Regions from separate parts of the Triticum aestivum genome. Here region 2 is linked to region 1. A link is a contact called in public Hi-C data. All regions are on one chromosome and are shown on one strand. Each heading gives the region's core, a stretch centred on a gene start, on an enhancer-like site or on the middle of the called end of the contact. The rest is flanking DNA. Distances are from core to core; before and after follow the strand shown.

What was found. Hi-C and Micro-C count contacts between places; a contact is called where the count stands out from the background.
Region 2: a contact with region 1 is called in a Hi-C map of leaf, with 2.4 times the contacts expected there. The contact joins the promoter of LOC123121650 here to the promoter of LOC123121647 in region 1. A contact is called at or near these places in 2 of 5 Hi-C or Micro-C datasets (both in leaf).

The regions. Positions count from the first base shown.
Region 1 is chr5D:344,159,443-344,167,217 of IWGSC CS RefSeq v2.1, forward strand. LOC123121647 (ATP-dependent 6-phosphofructokinase 5, chloroplastic) reads left to right here and starts at 4,607. Exons shown (of 16, transcript XM_044541662.1): 1 at 4,607-4,850; 2 at 5,996-6,329; 3 at 6,434-6,515; 4 at 6,879-6,952; 5 at 7,138-7,249; 6 at 7,405-7,500; 7 at 7,588-7,689; 8 at 7,769-7,775. The coding sequence starts at 6,019.
Region 2 is chr5D:344,533,244-344,541,018 of IWGSC CS RefSeq v2.1, forward strand. It overlaps LOC123121650 (probable methyltransferase PMT2), which reads right to left and starts at 4,717. Exons shown (of 7, transcript XM_044541666.1): 1 at 4,352-4,717; 2 at 3,327-3,976; 3 at 3,024-3,234; 4 at 2,584-2,878; 5 at 1,942-2,331; 6 at 1,783-1,860; 7 at 1,135-1,684. The coding sequence starts at 3,968. The coding sequence ends at 1,456.

The sequences.
Region 1 (7,775 bases), core at 3,357-5,856:
GTCCATCTTGCAGCTATAGAACTTGTTGGAGACATCATATCTCTCAACTCGGACATTTGCTTGAAATATTAACTTCAACTCTTGGAACATCTCTTATGGTCCATGACGTTCAAAACGTCTTTGAAGTAACGATTCTAAGCTGTAGAGCATGGCACACTGAACTATAGAGTAGTCATCAGACCGCGTCTGCCAGACGTTCAAAGCGTCTACATTAGCGGGAGGGGGCTTTTCACCTGCATCAAGGACATAATTCTTCTCTGCAGCAATGAGGATAATCCTCAAGTTATGGACCCAGTCCGTGTAGTTGCTACATCATCTTTCAACTTACCTTTCTCTAGGAACGCATTAAAATTCAAGGGAACAGTAGCACGGGCCATTGATCTACAACATAGATATGCAAAAACTATCAGGACTAAGTTCATGATAAATTAAGTTCAATTAATCATATTACTTAAGAACTCCCACTTAGATAGACATCCCTCGAGTCATCTAAATGATCACGTGATCCATATCAACTAAACCATGTCCGATCATCACGTGAGATGGAGTAGTTTTCAATGGTGAATATCTCTATGTTGATCATATCTACTATATGATTCACGTTCGACCTTTCGGTCTCCAGTGTTCCGAGGCCATGTCTATACATGCTAGGCTCATCAAGTTTAACCCGAGTATTCCGCATGTGCAAAACTGTCTTGCACCCGTTGTATGTGAACGTAGAGCCTATCACACTCGATCATCACGTGGTGTCTCGGCAGGACGAACTGTCGCAACAGTGCATACTCAGGGAGAACACTTATACCTTGAATTTTTTAGTGAGGGATCATCTTATAATGCTACCGCCGTACTAAGAAAAATAAGATGCATGAAAGATAAACATCATATGCAATCAAAATATGTGACATGATATGGCCATCATCATCTTGTGCCTATGATCTCCATCTCCAAAGCACCGTCATGATTCCCATCGTCACCGGCTTGACACCTTGATCTCCATCGTAGCGTCGTTGTCGTCTCGCCAACTATTGCTTCTACAACTATCGCTAACGCATATGATAAAGTAAAGAAATTACATGGTGATTGCATTTCATACAAAAGCGACAACCATAAGGCTCCTGCCAGTTGCCGATAACTTTTACAAAACATGTCATCTGATACAATAACGTATATCACATCATGTCTTGACCATATCACATCACAACATGTCCTGTAAAGACAAGTTAGACGTTCTCTACTTTGTTGTTGCAAGTTTTACATGGCTGCTACGGGCTTCTAGTAAGAACCGTTCTTACCTACGCATCAAAACCACAATGATGTTTCGTCAAGTTTGCTGTTTTAACCTTCAATAAGGACTGGTCGTAGTCAAATTCGATTCAATTAAAGTTGGAGAAATAGACACCCGCTAGCCACCTTTATGCAAAACAAGTTGCATGTCTGTCGGTGGAACCGGTCTCATGAACGTGGTCATGTAAGGTTGGTCTGGGCCGCTTCATCCAACAATACCGCAGAATCAAAATAAGACGTTGGTGGTAAGCAGTATGACTATCATCGCCCACAACTCTTTGTGTTCTACTCGTGCATATCATCTACACATAGACCTGGCTCTGATACCACTGTTGGGGAACATAGCATGCAATTTAAAAAAAATTCCTACGATCACGCAAGATCTATCTAGGAGATGCATAGCAACGAGAGGGGGAGAGTGTGTCCATGTACCCTCGTAGATTGAAAGCGGAAGCGTTTGTCTTCTCGATCCAACTGATCAAGCACCAAACGTACGACACCTCCGAGTTCTGCACACGTTCAGCTCGATGAAGTCCCTCGAACTCTTGATCCAGCAAAGTGTCGAGGGAGATTTCCGTCAGCACGATGGCGTGGTGACGGTGATGGTGAAGTGATCCGCGCAGGGCTTCGCCTAAGCATTACGTGAATATGACCGGAGGCGTAAACTGTGGAGGAGCGCCGCACACGGCTTGGAACAATTGATGTGTGTTAGAGGCGCCCCCACCCCCGTATATAAATGAGGGAGAGGGCAAGAGACCGGCCCTAGGCGCGCCCCAAGTGGGAGGAGTCCCACTTGGGCTCCTAGTAGGATTCGCCCCCCTTCCTTTTATCGGAGGGGGAAAGGGGGAAGGACAGAGAGAGGGAGAAGGAAAGGGGGGCGCCGCCCCCTCCCCTTGTCCAATTCAGACTCCTCCCTTGGGGGGGGGGGGGGCGACACCCCTATGTGGGTTGGTTTGCCTCCCTCCTATGGCCCATATCTTCCCCCGGGGGTTCCGGTAACCTCCCTGGTACTCCGATATGTACCTGATACATTCCGAAACACTTCTGGTGTCCGAATACTATCATCCAATATATCAATCTTTACCTCTCGACCATTTAGAGACTCCTCGTCATGTCCGTGATCTCATCCGGGACTCTGAACAACATTCGGTCACCAAATCACATAACTCATAATACAAATCGTCATCGAACGTTAAGCGTGCGGACCCTACGGGTTCGAGAACTATGTAGACATGACCGAGACACATCTCCGGTCAATAACCAACAGCGGAACCTGGATGCTCATATTGGTTCGTACATATTATACGAAGATCTTTATCGGTCAAACCGTAATGACAACATACGTAATTCCCTTTGTCATCGTTATGTTACTTGCCCGAGATTCGATCGTCGGTATCTTCATACCTAGTTCAATCTCGTTACCGGCAAGTCTCTTTACTCATTCCGTAATGCATCATCCCGCAACTAACTCATTAGTCACATTGCTTGCAAGGCTTATCATGATATGCATTACCGAGAGGGCCCAGAGATACCTCTCCGATACTCGGAGTGACAAATCCTAATCTCGATCTATGCCAACCCAACAAACACCTTCGGAGATACCTGTAGAGCATCTTTATAATCACCCAATTACGTTGTGACGTTTGATAGCACACAAGGTATTCCTCCGGTATTCGGGAGTTGCATAATCTCATAGTCAAAGGAATATGTATAAGTCATGAAGAAAGAAATAGTAATAAAACTTAACGATCATTATGCTAAGCTAACGTATGGGTCTTGTCCATCACATCATTCTCCTAATGATGTGATCCCGTTAATCAAATGATAACACATGTCTATAGTTAGGAAACTTAACCATCTTTGATTAACGAGCTAGTCTAGTAGAGGCATACTAGGGACACTGTGTTTTGTCTATGTATTCACACATGTATCAAGTTTCCGATTAATACAATTCTAGCATGAATAATAAACATTTATCATGATATAAGGAAATATAAATAACAACTTTATTATTGCCTCTAGGGCATATTTCCTTCAATAGGATGACATCAAATTTTTCTCAACTGGAACGTATGGTTTTATCAATCCGTCAAAGGTATTCCCCTCTCAAGCAAGCCCGCAACGAAATACAAGTAGTCTCTTGTTCCTAACGAACCTAATACAATTGTAAGTTGTATAGGTTCACTATTTTGACTAAGAGATTGAAAATTTTGATGATAGACTGATAGTTTGGACGAAACAATATTTTTGTATTTTTGAAATAAAATAGGACAACAAGGTAAACAATAGTAAAAGTGAGTAAAACGGTGTATCAATGCTTGGAAACAATAAAATATTATATATGCGTTTGAGATGTATCAGCCGCATGCAATGGTGGTCATCGTCTCCAGCACCGGTGGTTGCCGCTTGCAGCACCCAACATCAGTTGGATGTCGTCTCCAACACAAACATGTACCGTTTGCAGCACCTGATGGCAGGTCGTCGTTGTCGCAACACTTATGGCCGTCGTTTCTTGTGTAGTCTTTTGCGGTGGCGTCGTCCTTGTAGCAACAACCAACCACAATCACAACACTGCCATTGCCGGTTTGAAGCACGTCGTGGCCGGCGTGCAACAGTTTAACGCTTCCCCCTTTGCAGTTCCGGACAACGATGGTCGTAGCACTCCCATGGCCGATCACAATACCCCGCCCCCACTATCGCAGCAGCCTCACACAGTCGTTGCGAGCTCCCTTGCAACACCATGTCACCGCACACACGGAGGAGATAGAAGAGGCGAGAGATTATCGAGGGTAGTTGGCGACTTTACAACAATGCGACTTTACTCACACGGAAGAGGAGTGGCCGAGGGATTACTCAGGGAGAAGATAAAAAAGCTGAGGGGAAGGTGGCTTCATGATGGGAGAGAAACAAAGAGTAGACGAGAGAAATTTAGGTGGAGACAATGAGAAAGATGGACGGTTCGCCGGACCCACGGGGGGAGACGTGGAGCAAGCATGGGCGACCTATGCATGAGTGTAATCGGTCGTCCGATTATTACCATTATTTTCCTTTTCTACTACAAGATCCAACTGAACTTGTGCTGGATCGAGCCTTTCGTATGAGAAAAGGAGCCCAAATGGATCATCAGAAAGAATAAAAATGGAACCCAAATAGCGGTTTCCAGCAGGGCCGAGAAATACTGACCATTCTTGTGATGGGCTGATCAAACGGCTGGTGCCACTACCCCGCAAATGATCCCTAAAAAAGAAACTACCTCGCAAAATAATAAAAAGAGAAAAAAACGAAAATGTCTCGACACCTTGTGGACCGGTCCCCGAGAAAAACGCCACCAATCCAGTGCCCGAACACGTGCATCCGTCAATACACCGAGCCCACCGAGGCACCCCTACGCCACCTGGCAGACCGGCCCCCTCGCCCGCCGTCCGCTCCCCTCCGATTCTCCGCCGCGCCCGAATCAATCCCTCGGTGAAGCGTGGAGCGGCTCCAAAAGTCCAAAGCCCGGAGGCCGGAGGAGAGGCACCAGAGCTCACCCCGATTCATCTCGCCGTCTCAATCCGTGGCCGCAGGTAAGCCGCCGCTCATCCCCAAATCCCCACCCCGCGCGCCTCCGCCCGGTGGATCCCCAGGCAGGCCCCAGCTCCACTCGTGAGGAGACGAACGCGGCGGTCTCGTCTTGCCATCCGTGGGGGCAACTCGGTCCCGCCATCGGCATGTGCTCTGGATGGCCCCGCCGGCTAGAAATGTTTGGGAGGGTACCGGAGTTTGAAGGGGAAGGGAGCTTGGGGTTTCAATTGGAAGGCCGGTTGGTTTGGCCATCCGGAATCTATCCGATTTGGTTCGTATCTCGCTGTCTACTCTGCGAGTTTCGAGCGCGGAATGCACGCAGAGCGGGTGTGATATCTTAGGACGGTGTCTCATTCGTGTTGTTCATAGGCGTTCTGAACTTTTGATGGTGTTTGGTGGTACCGTAGAATCTGACTCAATGTACCTTCGTCGCATGTGTGGGTTGTGGTCGGCAAAGGCACGTGTGTAGTTGGTTGGATTTTTGCGTGCCTGGTTCGGTTTTAATGTGCCGTGCTTGTATTGTTGGAGTAGATGATCATGATTCATGAGTAGACTGCACGAATGCTCTTATGATGTGTTTCGTAGGGTTTTCTGGTTCAGTATCTGTGAGCTGGTTGACTAGAGTTTGCTGGTTCCTAGAGGTGGAATTGGCCCAACTGGCCCTGTAATGTTGAATTCACTTTTAAATGATTCTGTGGATCTGTGATTATTTTTCTATGGAACCGTCTCAGCATTTCGATTCCAGTTAGGGCCTGTTTGGTTCCAATAAGTCACCTGACTTATAAGTCAGGTGACTTAAAACCAATGACTTATAAATCACGCCTGTTTGGTTGTCGCCTGACTTATAAGTCACCTGACCACACCTTTCCACCCTGTTTTTTTATGTAAAGGTGGTGGGACCCATGCAAAAGGAGGTGACTTATAAGTTTTAAGTTGGGGTAGAGCAACTTATGACTTATAAGTTGGGGTGACTTATAAGTTGGGTTTGTTTGGCAAAATAAGTCACTTTTTTCACTTTTTGACTTATAAGTTGGTGACTTATTTGGAACCAAACAGGCCCTTAATCCTACAGGCTGCTTTTACCTCTCCTTTTCACTTTTGCTTGAGGAGGGATGAAGTACTCAGCCTACATAAATTTCTACTGCAGATTAGGGGTCCACTGTTATTTTCATGCCCTTATCTGGGATGGCCATTGCTTTCAAAGCAAGCACGAGTGCTTGTACTGCACAACAGCTGTGGGGGCATCCAACCAGGGATCAGTGTCAGCATGGTTTCACTCACTTAAATGAACGAAAGAGCAGAAAAGGCTCTGCTGCACTGCATGCCAGAGCTATTCCTGGGAACTTAGACCTGGATTTCGGTGATCCTTCTTGGAAGCAAAAGTATCAGGAAGACTGGGATAGGCGTTTTAGTTTGCCACATATTACAGATGTATTTGATTTAGAGCCAAGGCTCACTACATTTTCTCTGAAGAAAAACAGGTTCCTTCCTATTCGCTTCATCTATAACTGGTTTGTTATGTATTCTGAAAACATAAAGCTGTATCTATCTCTCTTATTTTACAAAGAACATATGTTACTGACAGAAGTCCCCTGGGCGCTAGCGATGCTTCATCACCTGACAAGTGGAATGGCTATGTAAATAAGGATGATAGAGCACTTCTGAAGGTCAGTAATGAGATCATATGATGTGAGCTAATTGTTTTCCGTAGGATTTGTAAGATAATACATGAAGAAAGCCTAGTCTCGAGATGTACCTCAGGGAAACTAAGGAAGAATTAATTATGTCACGAGACAGTTAGTGGTACCATGTATCATTTGCTTATTCATGAATTCATTAATGTATTTTGTAAGGTTGAATGTGCCGACTTCGTGCAAACTTCTTCTCTTTGTAAACTGCCGAACATTACTTTAGATAGTACCAATAATGTGCTTCAGTTAAAATGTTTTTTTTCTTTGAACCTTCGACTAAAGAAGCCTTACCTTTTTCCTTACTGTTTGTATTTATAATTACACAGTATGTTTCTCCAGGTGATTAACTATGCCTCTAATACTTCTGCTGGAGCTGTGTGCATTGATCCTGATTGTAGCTGGGTGGAACATTGGTACGCTCTGATGCAGTTGGTTTGTCTTTTCTGTGATATACATTACCTTTTATCATCAAATTATATGAAAAAATGTTAGCTTATCTGAGTTTTTGCATTTGTCATTTGATTCAATTGCTATATTCTCGTGATTCTATCTTTCAAGAAGGGGGAATTGATGAGCCAGTGGTATTTGCTTTTTATAGGGTGCATCGTGCAGGGCCTCGTAAGGAAATATACTATGAGCCAGAGGAAGTAAAAGCAGCCATTGTTACCTGTGGAGGGCTCTGCCCTGGTTTAAATGATGTCATTAGACAGGTATTGTCCTTTCAATGTCGTTCAAGAAATTGGCTTCTTCTTTACATGCCTGAAGTTTAAATAAGTGGTGTGCCTTATTAAAAATATTTCTTGTGTCTAAATCTTGGTTCCACAACCTCTTGACAATATTGATCAAATGTAAATTGTATTTCCAGATAGTATTTACCCTGGAGATCTATGGGGTGAAGAATATTGTCGGAATTCAGTTTGGTTATCGTGGATTTTTTGAAAAAGGCTTAAAAGAAATGCCGGTAAGGATGCATCCCCCATTCGCTTGATGTTGTGAGGAAGTTGATGTTCATTATACCGTGGAATTACATTTTGGTTTCAACCTTCAGCTTTCACGTGATGTGGTGGAGAACATAAATCTTGCTGGTGGAAGCTTCCTCGGTGTCTCCCGTGGAGGAGCTAAAACTAGTGAAATTGTAGATAGCATACAGGTAAGCAATGTGAATAAAAGAGGTGATGTTCTGTGTTGATGCTTCATTATTATTTTACATGATCATCCTGTGTTTGTAGGCCAGAA
Region 2 (7,775 bases), core at 3,467-5,966, 370 kb after region 1:
CGTCACAATAAATCGTCGAAACAGCGAAGAAAATACAGTTAAAAAACACCGCAAAAAGCTTAGGAACTAAAGTGTAAGCACATGCGTGGTACAGTAGAAGATCAACTTGCATGGAAATACCAAGCACTAAATTACTGCAACAAAGACTCGCCCTATATTCTGATTCACCCTTTTTCATGCTAGTTGAGGAGTTACTATTTCAGTTTCCTATGAGCCACAGAAGTAATCATACGTGCAATCTATCTTGATCAATGGTTTTCAAGTCTAAATATTTAAAATGATATTGGAAATCAAAGCTTTAACAGAATGACTGAAGGTATGTCTAAAACTTCACTTATTGTGTGAGCTGGGAGGAGCAACAGCGAACATGTAATCACGTCCTCACCACGAAGAAGAAAACTGGAGGAGGTAAATCGCCCACATAATAATACTTACTTGTTTAGGATAAGCAACAAACTCTTGCATTTATTCAGTTCCTAAATCCACCATTTCTCTCTTCCTGCACCTACATTCACAGTTAGCCTGTCAGGAAGCTTGGCTATCCAAGAAATTATGCACTGCAGTAAAGCCATTTAAGATATGTTTTATGTCCTGATTAAGTAAAAAAAAGGTCAGTTTTAGGAGTAAGTAGGAACATACCATTAACTTATATTGAACCTTTGGTCTGGCCTGTTGTCTGAAGCTATGAATGGTAATGAAGGCTTGCCAGCATAATCTTCAAAAGAATCACAAAAGACAGTAATATTACCTGCAATCTAATTCAGTAAGAAAGCAACCTAAAGCATAGGCACTCAGGCGGCATATCAATCTGCATTTTATTTCTGGATGTAACAGTAGATATGCAGCATCTTTGCACTAAAACATATGCATCGACTCTTTATACTACTCAGAACTGCACATTGTGGAATTGGAGCAGGAGCACCGAACATTTAGCATGCACATAGTGGAATGGAGCAGGATCACCAAGAGGTTCTCCCATCCATTGTTCCATTAAGCTCCCCACAGGAAGAAAATATCTCTTCTAAAATTGCCAAAAAAAAAAACTCTTCTAAATATATTCTTGAGTAGAAAATGTTCAGATCGTTCAGGTAACAGCACAGTAAAGTTACGGAAGAAATAACCGTACATAACAAAAACAACAAAGCAATGGGGTTACTGGTAATAAAGCAAACATTCAGAAGTTGCAGCATGAGCAACATTACAGAAACTAAAGCAATAATATTTCTTGACAATACATCCTTCAATTAACCAGAGTAACTTCATGCTGAATGACGAATGAAATTAAATTACAAAACTGTTACAACAATATACTGCTGCCAATCAACCTTGATTGCTTCATTGGTACCCCGGAGGAGAGTAGGCCATTTTTGTTCGCACCTGATGACTCCATATCTCAATTCCTGGACGCCAGCTTCAAAGGTGGATCCCAGAATTCCCCGTGTTAGAATATGTTCTTCACGATGCGGCCGTCTGGTTTCCGCCAACCCAATACTGCTTCACAGCATACAAGACCTTCTCGCGCACTAAGGGGCCGTCCTCGTGGTCAACTAGCTTCGTGTTCCATCTCATGCCCCGAGCAAGTTTGTTCACCTTTGTCAAGACATCGACATCGTCACGCATTATAACAGCACCTTCAGGCCTCAAGATGCGGTCCATCTCAAGGAGGATGTCTTCCATGCTGCACCTGTTTGGTTTTAACATACAGAATGAATCAGCATTGGCAATCTTACTAATTGTTACACAAGGTGACAGAACTGATGCCGCAGGACAAGAGCAGCTTACTTATTGCTATACAAGGTGAAAAGGCCACTAGCGTGGATAAGATCATAGGTCCTTGGATAAGTAGAGAAAGCTTCACACCTGACATGAAATTGTGAGACGTGTCAGTAAGTTCATGACAACAACTTTACTGGGACGAGATTCAGGCATAACAAGCCATACCAGTCATGGTAAATGCCAATCAATCCTCGCTCATAAACAGCCCCCAGGGTTGCAATCTTTGCAATGGTTGGCACCACATTCATCACCCAAGATTTTGGGGACTCGATCGCCGCAGCAAAGCCCCCAAAACCTGCATTCATGTCCATGATGTTTCTGTACCTACCAGTAAGTAGATACTTGTTCACATTGCTATAAGCCTTCACATGCTTCTTCCACATTTTGTTGTCTTTCTGATATGCCTCAGATGAAACCCCTGGAATTAACCCATTAGAAATTCTTGGAGGAACTGCGTTGAGCCTGCTTGGGAAGGGCTTGATTGCTCCCCCGGCAACTTCACTTGGATTTTGTACATCAGGAAGAGGTGTAACACATGCCTTCATCTTCTTGTACCTGGTGTTGCAAGAATAAGTGAAAATTAGGATAGGAGAGAGGTTATATAAATTATTAACCAGAACTCCTAAGAACTTGTTAATGCATCGGCACATCTAAGTAGGCAAAGCAAAAATAATGCATTGACCGGACAGTATACCTATTGATGCTGGACTATCGTAATATATACTCTGAATCCAGCTAAAGGATATTAAGCTAAAGTTAGCAATTCTGTCCAATAGATTGTTTCACAAAACTACAGTAGAAACATACCAGACATCATCTGCATTTGTTGATTCACACATCTGCACAGTGGATTCTTCTAGCCTAGATGGACAGGACTCAGTATTTACTCTTTTCCTCCATATTGCCGTCTCACCCTTCTCCGAGACTTTCTCCCAACATAGAAGCTCAGCCATTTCCTCTATCTTGTTCTGCTCTGCTTCAAGATCCTCCTTTGTACGTTGCCAACCCTTGTAGTTCGCCTTCCAGTTAATTGGAGGACCTGACAGCACCCAGTATCCGCCAGGTCTTAGAACCCTATCAACTTCCATCATATAGAGTCCATCTGCATATCAGCAAATACAGAAAAAAAATTGAGAAGTAGAACAAGAACTGCATCAAAATGGCACAAGGTATTTACGCAATAACAAAATGTATCAAGCCCATATATTGGATGCACAGTATAGAAGGACACATGATTAGAGGCTCACCATTCATTCCCCATGGAATCAAGCACCTAGAACAATGGGCCATATCAAAGGCTCTTGATGGATAAGGGAGTTTAATTGTGCCAAGAACACCGATAACAGCTGGGACACCTCTCTCCAGAGCAAACTGTACTTGGGCTTCGTGTGAATCTCTGGGTGCAAACGACATGGCTAAAACATTCCTCTTTAACAAGTAAGCTCCCCAGCTAGCCACCTGAAAAAATTCAGAATTTTAGGACATGAACAAAGTCAGAAGAAGCTCGCGAAGTAGCAGTAAGCAATATACAGTTTGATATCTCCGCTTACCCCGCAACCAGTGTCCAATGCAGTCCTGACGGTTCCGTTGGCAATCGGTATAACTGACGCCAGTTGATCAATGTACTTATCAGCACCTTGAGGGAACTGTGTCCCTCCACCAGGGAATCTGAAGACGTTGCCCTCGTACTGCACCCAGTTCTGTATGGCTTTCTCGACCGTCAAGCTCTTATAGGGGCAATTTGCGAAAGGAACATAGTCCCGACTTTTGGGCCATGGGAATGGAGCAACATATCCCTTAGGGGGTGGTACCAGGCAGTGCAGCTTTTCTTTCTGCGGTGGGCAGTGCCGCTCTCTGTAATTCATGTTCTCCCGAGGAAATTTCATAGCTCTGTTTTGATCTTGGCAAGGTGTATAGTCCGTGAAGCGGTCCGGGCATGGCTTAAACTTCTTCACCGGCGAAACAAGATCGCCGGAGCTGCCTTGTTTGGAATGGTGTGTGTCGAAGCTGAGGTTGGGTAAGATGGTGCAATCGGTCCGCTTCGTGATCTCCAGGGCAATGCTGTCCCCCTTTCCGAAGCCACTCTTCTGCCACGCCCCGAGGATGTAGAAGAAGCAGCACAAGCCAATCACTATGCATATAGACACGATGCTTCTAGTCCTGTTGTCCGCAGGACCCCCCTTGACGGCCATGGTTTATCCTGAGAATTGCACACTGAATAAGATTGTCTTTTTTTACTAATTATGGTCCATTACATATAATTTTTCCTAAATCTGCTGCAGCCGCAATTTCAAGTCTTTTTTTTTTTTGCGGGGAACCGCAATTTCACCTGAGGCAATCATAGACGGACGATAATAAACAGGAAAGAAAGCATGTGGCTTTCGTGTATCACATCAGTGTATCCTAACCACCAAACTTCACCAAAATTGTTGAAACAACAGATCTCTAAAATCCCACACATGTCGCCAGCACCCAGCAGAAGGAGTGAAGCGCGAGGCTCACAGGGGCGGATCTTGGCGTCGGGATCAGTGGAGGGGGGGACTAACCACGGGATAAAAACAAAACAAGCTCATACCTCACAACCCAATGGCGAAAGATTGCGATGCCGCGACGGGAGGAAGGACGGAGCTCGGAACTGCGGAAGCTGCCGTAGAGGGCTTGAGGCGTGAGCAGCTGCTCGCGGAGGAGAATGGCTCGCCGGCCGGATCCCGGGTTACCGCCAGCTCCTAGGCGAACGGCAGCTTCTGCAACGGCTGGGAGAGAACCCGGGGCCAAAATCTCGGGGTTTTAGAGCAGCGTTTCCCCCGATTTTCCGAGGGCGGTGGGGATTCGCCCAACCCCGAGCTTGACAGTTCTGCTCCACCTCCACCGACGGGTCGGGGAGAAGCGAGGGAGTATGTTTTCGCCGTTGGATTTCTGGGGAGAATAAAGCGGAAAGGCGATAGAAATCCTGGGCTTTGGGGCCGTCGCTTTCGTGGATACAGATCTGTCTTCTGCCGCCCTACGGGGTTCGCGGATCAAGCACGCCCGTTTACCCGACTGGAAGATTCTCAAAAAAAAACGACTGGAAGATACTCTTCTTTTTGCATTAACCATTTAAATTTAAATCTCATACACTTTCTTTTTGTGGGTACTCATACACTTTTTTTAATGCAGTACAGACGCAGGCGCTCATATATACTCGCATACACTAACCGTATGAACGCACACACGCACACCCTACCCCTATGAGCACTTCCGAGAGACTGAGCCAGCATATTATCTTGAGATTTTACGAAGTAACCGTAGACGTCTCGCAGTCGACGGAAACGTCATCTCCCACTGAACGTGCATCACCGGATATCCTGAAATAAATCCAGAATAAATGCAAGCACCAGGACTTAATTCCACAGCTCGAACCAACCACAAATCTATTAGACCTAAGAAGAAAAAAAACTCAAACACTAATTCTTTGGCAAACAACTTGATAACACTCTTCAGTTACATATAGTTAAAATGAAGGAGACAAGCACAAGCTATCAGGATGGAAAATAATTCAAAACAATGCAAACAAATGTATGAAAATTAATGTGTATATCTAATAATTAAGAGTCAAATTAGACAGGCGGCAACACGCACCATGAATGATCTGAACCTTACAAGTGCTCAACCCCTCCCCCAAGAAAATCAACTTCTCAATAAAAACCATCCCTGGCCGGCCAAAATATCTCATTTTCGTCTCAAAATAGAACAAGCGTTGAAAGGTTGTAGAGGAGCAAGAGATAGGGGATATTGGAGGCTACCACTCGATGCATGTGCTCCACAAACCGTCGGCGGTCACCAAGATTGCCTCGGCTGCTCCATCGCCGAAAAAGAAGATACGAAGGGAGCAAAAGAGAAGGAAAGAAAGGAGGGGGGGAATGGTTGTACGCAGTTGGACCAGGCGGGGGCGCTCGGCTAGGTGCGGCTCGCCGGGTGGGGGTGCACGTTTGGGTTGGGTGGGTCTCAACTAGGTGGGAGGTGCGGTTGGGCTAAGTGCGCCTGGACGTGGTTGGGTTTCGTTCGATCAACCCAAAACTGAAGCAGGCCATTAAAAAGGCAAAGGGTAAAACTAAATCAACGACCGTGGCAAGCACAGCGAGCATTGGATCAACTATAATAATAATTTGTGCATAAGTTTGTTTGAATTGGATAAAAGTGTGGAAAGGTAATGCTAAATGGGTGGTTGATGTCACGAACATGAATCTAGGAGGTTAAAAAAATGAAATTCACTCAAAAAATCTTATAAATGTGATCAATTTTTGCTAAGTTTGACTTATAAAAAATTAAAAATATGTTTACTATATTTGGGAACGGGTTCGGGTTAGTCAAGGGCCACGCGTTTGTTTAGAGCAACTCTGGCTCTCCGTTTGTAGAGGTACGTACATTTTTTCTTGTATTTTTTAATTCTTTCTTAGGGTACAAGGATCCGGCATCCGTACCAATAATGTGGAGGTAAGAAAAAACTCACATACGCTTTGACTTGCCTGCTCCTGGTCCAGTACAATGAAATTGCACCGTGACCTAACCAAACGCGCCAACGCACGAACTTTTTTTTCTAGAACCAACGCACGAACTTAAATCGTGTGGGGTCCCTGGCCGGTGACCAGCACTTATGGGGTCACGTGCCCACTGGGTACCGAGTGAGTAGTGAGGCAGTGACAGTGAGTGGGTTTGGTTGGCGAGCATGAGCGTGCAGCGCGCCTCGTGAGCACGGTGGGGTTTGAACTGATCGACCGCCGACGTCCGGCGCGGCGCGAGCCCGTCGGTGAGTGCGTTCGTCAACCCGCAAATAAGAAAAACGAGTGCGTCGGTCCAGCTAGCGAAGAATGCCCGAGCAGCAACAGAAAAGGCAGAGGAGGAACTATGTAAAGCTAAATGTGAATGAAGATTTTGACCCAGACTTATTCAAGGGCTTGTATGATGCTGTTATCAGCGACTTTAATGGCAAATTCTTCGCGGCAGAAAACGGAAAATCGATTGGTGTGAAGATGTGCTCATGGCCGAGGCACTGGACTTACGGTTTGGTCTTAATTTGGCAACTACAATCGGGGTATAATTGCATGGAGATGAGCTCCGACAAGATCGAGCTAATAGAGACACTGAAGAACGGAGGTCGCTCTTTCGGCCCGTCAGCGACAATTTTTCATGATATACTAATTGTGCGGCCCATGATTCTCACATATCATCTTGCGTGTGACTTTTCGCATATTATTTTTTAGCATACTTCTAGAGAGGCTAATTTGTGTTGCACATGATTTAGCCAAACTAACTAGAAATAAGATGTGTGCGGGATGGATGAAAGATCCATCCATAGACATTGTTTATACTCTTATATAAGATACTTGTTGGGAAACGTAGTAATTTTAAAAAAATCCTACGCACACGCAAAATCATGGTGATGCATAGCAATGAGAGTGGAGAGTGTTGTCCACATACCCTCGTAGACCGAAAGCGGAAGCGTTATGACAACGCGGTTAATGTAGTCGTACGTCTTCACGATCGACCGATCCTAGCACCGAAGGTACGGCACCTCCGCGGACTGCACACGTTCAACTCGGCGACGTCCCACGAACTCACGATCCAGTAGAGCTTCGAGGGAGAGCTTCGTCAGCACGACGGCGTGATGACGGTGATGATGAAGTTACCGACGCAGGGCTTCGCCTAAGCACCGCTACGATATGACCGAGGTGGATTATGGTGGAGGGGGCACCGCACACGGCTAAAAGATCAACTGATCAACTTGTGTGTCTATGGTGTGCCCCCCTCCCCCGTATATAAAGGAGTGGAGGAGGGGGAGGGGCCGGCCCTCCTAGGCGCGCCCCAAGGGGATTCCTACTCCCACTGGGAGTAGGATTCCCCTCCTTCCCTAGTTGGACTAGGAGAGAAGGAAGGAGAAGGAGGGAGGAAGGAAAGGGGGGCCGGCCCCCTCCCAATTCGGATTGGGCTTGGGGGGGGGGGTCGCCCCCTCCTTTGCTCCT